Regions from separate parts of the Capsicum annuum genome. Here region 2 is linked to region 1. A link is a contact called in public Hi-C data. All regions are on one chromosome and are shown on one strand. The core of a region is the stretch at or near the end of the contact, and the rest is flanking DNA. Distances in the headings are between cores, read along the strand shown. Region 1 has its middle 28 kb from the start of LOC107868669. Region 2 holds the start of LOC107867382.

Region 1 (2,818 bases), core at 163-2,662:
TAATATATAATTAATTTTTTATTTGAATTATATTTTTAATTTTATTATATAGAAACAAATGAAAAAAATTTGCACATTCAGATGTTAAAAAAAAAACAGTCTTAATCATTCAGTTTTCAGATTTAGAAACAACATCTTAATCATTCAGATGTTTATTCAGATTCAGACGTTTAAATCTTAAAAAAACAAATGCAGCCTTATTGTCTGTACTATCTGTTTAAACTGGATTTGATATCTACAACTACAAATAATTGGATATTGTGATGCAACTTGGTAGTTAGGCGGCTATCGATATGAAAAAAAAGACAAATTCAATCACTATCGATTCAACTTGTTGATGGAAGCTATGTTACTTGAACTCTTCAAAATGTTACCAGGAACATGTCAGATCCTCCAAAAGTGGTATATTTTTGAAGGACCTGACACAGGTGCGTTAACATTTTTAGAGTGTTCGAGCAACCTAAGATGGAAGTACCAAGTTAAATCACAGTATCAATTACTTTTAGAACTGTAATTTTCAAGGATACTGACTTCAACTTTCTTGCAATTGACTCCTTCTAGGTTAATTAGTTTCCTAGTTGAGTATATTTCACAGCATTGCAAGATATTTATTGTTAATCTTTATTGGTTTGGTTGGAATTGTGGGTCTTTTTGTAACAAATGTTTGGTGACTAGGGCAGAATCTCAGGACAAATTGGTTTCTTTCTCTAGCAGGTGCATTAATATTGGCAAACACATTTTGAAATAAGCAAAACCAACAACATTAGCAAACATATTTTGAAACCACAGCTGGGTAATTTGATCAAACATAAGCTAATACTTGTAGACACCTAATTTCGTTCCTCCCTGACATCACTTTTACCTACTTTTACTTTATCCTACCGTGTACCCTCATTTACATGATAACCCCTCCATAAATTGACAAAACAATGACCAAATCTAAATAAATTTTATCCCAAAATTCCCACCTCATCTCAATTGATAACAAATTAACAACCCTCCCTATTAAATTAGGCCACCTCACCACTACCTACCCATTCCCTCAACCCCCTACACCTTTTCTTTCCTTTAAATGAAATAATAAAAAGAATCCACACGGACCATCACAAAAAGAAGAGACACTCTTACAGAATTCTCACTCAGCGCTGCACACACACACACTCTTTGATCGGAAAAACAGTCCCTCATCCCCTATTTGACTAAAAAATCACACACCACACATGAGAATGGATGTAGATTGAGAGAGAGAGTCACGAACAGAGTGAGAGAGTGAAACAAGAGAGACGGATGGGGTTTGAATTGGCGAGGGTGGATAGAAATCGCCAAGAATCAGGTGGGTCAAGTTTTTCCTAGTTACCTGTTTACCGGAGCTGTCCGTTTCTAAATATTTTCAGGCGGCTCTAGCTAAAGAGAATCGAAAATAGCCGGAGAGCTGATCATTTTGTCAATTTATACCCATCGTTGCTCTCGCCAGAATCTCTTTGTTTTGTTTGATTTTGGTTCAGATTTGGTAAGATTTTGGATGCGGGTATTCTCGGGTTTTCGTAGATTCAGTCTCGGATTGTTCGTTATTTCTTCCTTCTTAGGATTCAAATCTGACTGGGTCGTTATTCCTCAATATCGGAGTTGGAGTTGGTCACTGTTGAGGCCCTATTCAGAGTTTTAAAGTTTGGGTCTTCTTAAATCTTATTACCAATGAAATCGGTTCTTCAAAGGTCCATCTCTTAACTCTACTTTTGAATTATACCAAGGTGGTTAATATCGTGATTTTGTGATGTGGTTTTGAATATTTTGAGCAAAATGTTGATTGTTGTTGTGGATGTGAATGATCGGTATGCTTAAATGTTTGAGTCTTCGTTTGGGTATGTGTTCGATATTGATTTCGGATGTTGAAAAAGTAATTTGATAGTCGAATTGGTTGTTTGGGAGTCGGGATCGAAAATTGATAATCAAATAAGTCGAAGGTTGTTTATTTTGATTCATTACTGAATATTGTTGAATTGGATAGCATCATGATTAGGCCATCGAATGAATAGGTGAAAGAAGGTTCGGGTAGGCAAAGATTTAAGAATAAGTGTTTGCTCGTTGAATTATTGAATGCTTGAAATGAGTGTTGAATGGTTTGGTTTTATTGCTTTTGGATCGAATGTATCATTTAGCCGGGGAATGCCCCGAGACACATTGTATTTATTCACCGGGGAATGCCCCGACGTACTATGTCAGCGGAAGACGTTCGTGAGAAAGGCCCGAGGCGCCGGATAAAGCCTGGGAGCGTAGTTAGGATTAGTATAGGTTAGATAAGATTTATTTTTCGCATTTTATTTATTTTGGGTATGTATAATCGGATTGAACACTATACTTTGATTCATTTTGTTTGGTTTGTTTGTTTGCTTTACGTGCTTCTTTGTGGTTTGTACATTCATAGTGTCAAAATTAGCTGATACGCTCTACCAAGCGACCATGGTCGAACCACAGGATCGAGGGGTGCCTAACACCTTCCCTTCGGTCAACAGAATTCCTTAGCCGAAATTTTTGTTCGCAAACTAGTTTAAAGAGTTAAATGATTTTGAAAAGGATTTTCCAATGGTGACTTGGCACACCAGATTATGCAAAGTGATGACTCTGATTTCGAATGTAAAAACAATCCTTCTTCGAAACAAATCATTTTCTTTTGTCACTTAATAAAAAACCCTTTCGAACTTAATCATATTCTTTTTGGATGAAAAAGGGGTGTGACAATACTAAATAAGTAATTTCAGGGAGATCAAACTTTCCGTATAATCGAATCCTTGTAGATAGCCAGGATATACAACCAACC
Region 2 (2,996 bases), core at 116-2,615, 37 kb before region 1:
TCTATCGACCACATGTCCATGACCTCTCCCCAATGTCTCCATCGATGAACCAACATCATCAGAGTACATACTGTCACTTGCATACTGAGCAGCACCACGCCTTGGTGGGAGATTGTAGTATCTCTGAGTGGCTGCAGTAGTACTAGGAACTCTGTCATCATGTGGTGATGAATCCAGCGAGTATCTCCCCCCGTAAACCTCCTCTTCCGAATCAGTGATCATGTCATTCTCAGAAACTGATGCACTTCCGTCTAAATCTCTAGATACAGGAATGACCCCCGACAGATGACCACTCCTGAATTTCGAAGGCGGAGGAAGTCCAACATTACGCCCACCATTTCTCATGCTGCCAATTGGATCAATTCTTGATCTTTCGCTTAAAATAGAGTAAGGAACTTCCTTTTTCTGTTGCCCAGTACCCTGAATTTCAAGTTCAATTCTCAGATGAGACACAAAAAATCAAGAGTCTACCACTTGATAAACATCACATCATTTGCTGACTTCCAAGTTCAAATTTTCAAATAAGACAACAAAATTCAAGAATCAACCACTCCATAAACATCACATCATTTGCTAAATTTCAAAATCAAAAATCAAAATCACTCCCACAACAGGACCAAAAAGAAAAAGTCTGACGTCACAAAATTCAAAATTTCAAGATTATGGGGAAACCCCACATAGATAAAGACCCTAAAAACAAACAAAAACAAACCCATATGCAATCAGAAGATAAATATCAGAAAATTTCAAATTTCAAGAACATGGGCAAACCCCACATAGACAAAAGATCCTAATACAACAGGCAAAACAAACCCATACACAATCAAAAGACAAATATCATTAAAAAAATGCAGAAATGAGACCTCTCTAACCCACTTGAGGGCGTTGTTATCGAGACCCTCAGTGAACATCTGCTTCTTTAATAACCTGTATAATCAAAGAAACAAAAACCCATTAAGAGAAAATCACAATGCATCAACTTAACTAAAAGCAAAACAGCAAAAGAATACACATAATACCAAAATGTGATAGTAGTAGTAAACAAAAAAATAATGAATACCCAGAAGAAGCAAAGATTAATAACCCACTGTCACTGAGTCACTGCTAAAACGCTGTCGTTTTTACTTCATCACTGTCTTCGAATTACAACATTTTTATTTTTATTTTGTTATTAATGGGGAAAACAAAAATGGGGGAATTTGTTAGGCCAAAAAGTACTGAGCACGTACAAATAGTGAAAGAGAAGCAATGACGAAAATGAAAATGGTGTTGGGGTGCGTGGGCGTGGGGGTGGGGGTGGGGGTGAGAGGGTGGGGGAGGAAAACAGAAGAGGAGTCGAACGTTGTAATGTGAACAACCTTTACTGCACTGGTTTTCTTTCTCTCTCCGCTTTAATACTCTGTTTGGATGCTTCTTAATACTCTTTTGCTTTAGCAACTTCATGTAAAATTAAGGGTCCTTTGGTTGGAAAACAAATTATGTTGAGATAAGTTATGCTAGAATTAGTTATACTTTTTAGTGGTTATTTGGTTTGTGGTATCAAAAATAATATGCATGGAATTCTTTTTAAGAATAGATTGTGTGTTGACAAAAATAATCCTTACCTTGTTTAGTTTAATAATTATTTTTATGAAAATTACATTAATAAAAATAATTATTAACTAGCTTTTTATGAAAATTGTATTGGTAAGAGTATTGATAAGTTTTTACAATGTCGTTTGTCGTAGAATTACCTTTTTTGTTATTCCTTTTAATTTTTTTTAACAAAATATATTTGACAATAATTACTACATTTAACTTCTAAATTTATTTATTGTCAAATAAAATGGGGAATTTACTAGTCATGTTCATAGAAAATAAATAAGAGAATTTTTTTATAAACAACATAGTTTTGAAACATATTTATCATACATTTTTATATTTTTTATAATTATTAAGTATAATAAAAACTTTTTTTGAAGTGCGATACACTAAAGGCCACAATACAGGTTGAATTGTGATAGTAAAATGAAGAAAATTGTGATAATTTTTTTTTAAAATGCAACACATTTTACAGGACAAAAATAATGCGATTCGCTTAATTCAATATCTCAATCGTTGATAAAGTGTTTCAATTATACATTTTTCATTCAATTTTTTTTTACATGTGTTCTCATTCATCTATTAAGTAATTAAGTTAACCACATAAAATATGTCATTTCTTTTAATTATACATATTTGTCTCAGTAAGCCGTAAAATCCTAGATATTTTCTATTATGTCAGACAAAGAATTTGGGGTAATTCTGTCCTATTCTAATTTTATTTCAAGAATAAATAATGATGAGATTGTCATCCCACTAAATGTATGGATAACTTATTTCGTACTATTTATTAGTATCAGGATAAGTTATTCCAAATATTGTCAACCAAACATGCATTAAAATTTGTATCCCAAAATCATTTACTTTTGTACCTCACACCAAACGATCCTTAGTATCTTGTCATTTGTTAACCATATTTTTTACCTCATCTGCTTAACCTTCCATCCATTTATTTTATCCATTGTATTAAAAATAGACATTCAATAGTATTTATTTAATTTAAATCAATAGATAATTACATTGTTGTATCTATTTTACTCATGTTATTATTATTCACTGTCTAATGCATTTTTCAAAGCATGAAATTTATTCTATTTAAAGGGTAACATAATAAATTTATCACTATTATTTATTATTTATTAAGGTATGTGTCTAGTTAATAATGAACAACTATTGCAGGACAGAAGGAGTAGTGCTTAATTTGCAGTAGATTTTTATGAAGTAAGGAAAGTTTAATAATTGGTAAGAGATTTTGAAGAAAAGTCTTGAAGAAATCGATAAAGTTATTTTTATGTGATTCAAAAGTCACTACTCAAACTATGAAAACAGTCTCTTGACAAAAAATTAGGATGAAATTGTGTATAATAACCCTTTATTTATCAGGAAATTTCTCATCTTAGTAGGAGCTTTCCAAA

What was found. A called contact is a pair of places that touch in the nucleus more often than the background predicts.
Region 2: a Hi-C map of leaf shows a contact between it and region 1, with 2.1 times the contacts expected there. The contact joins the promoter of LOC107867382 here to the enhancer-like site in region 1. A contact is called at or near these places in 2 of 5 Hi-C or Micro-C datasets (bud and leaf).

The regions. Positions count from the first base shown.
Region 1 is chr4:213,905,600-213,908,417 of UCD10Xv1.1, reverse strand. No RefSeq gene overlaps it. Among protein-coding and RNA genes, the nearest start is that of LOC107868669, 28 kb to the left of the region's middle. Within about 2 kb of position 1,412, at least 2 of the 5 cell types and tissues checked have an H3K27ac peak or open chromatin away from gene starts, as enhancers often do. A contact at or near this core is called in leaf, where this site is marked.
Region 2 is chr4:213,942,857-213,945,852 of UCD10Xv1.1, reverse strand. LOC107867382 reads right to left here and starts at 1,365. Exons shown (of 23, transcript XM_016713579.2): 1 at 1,061-1,365; 2 at 864-927; 3 at 1-420. The coding sequence starts at 911.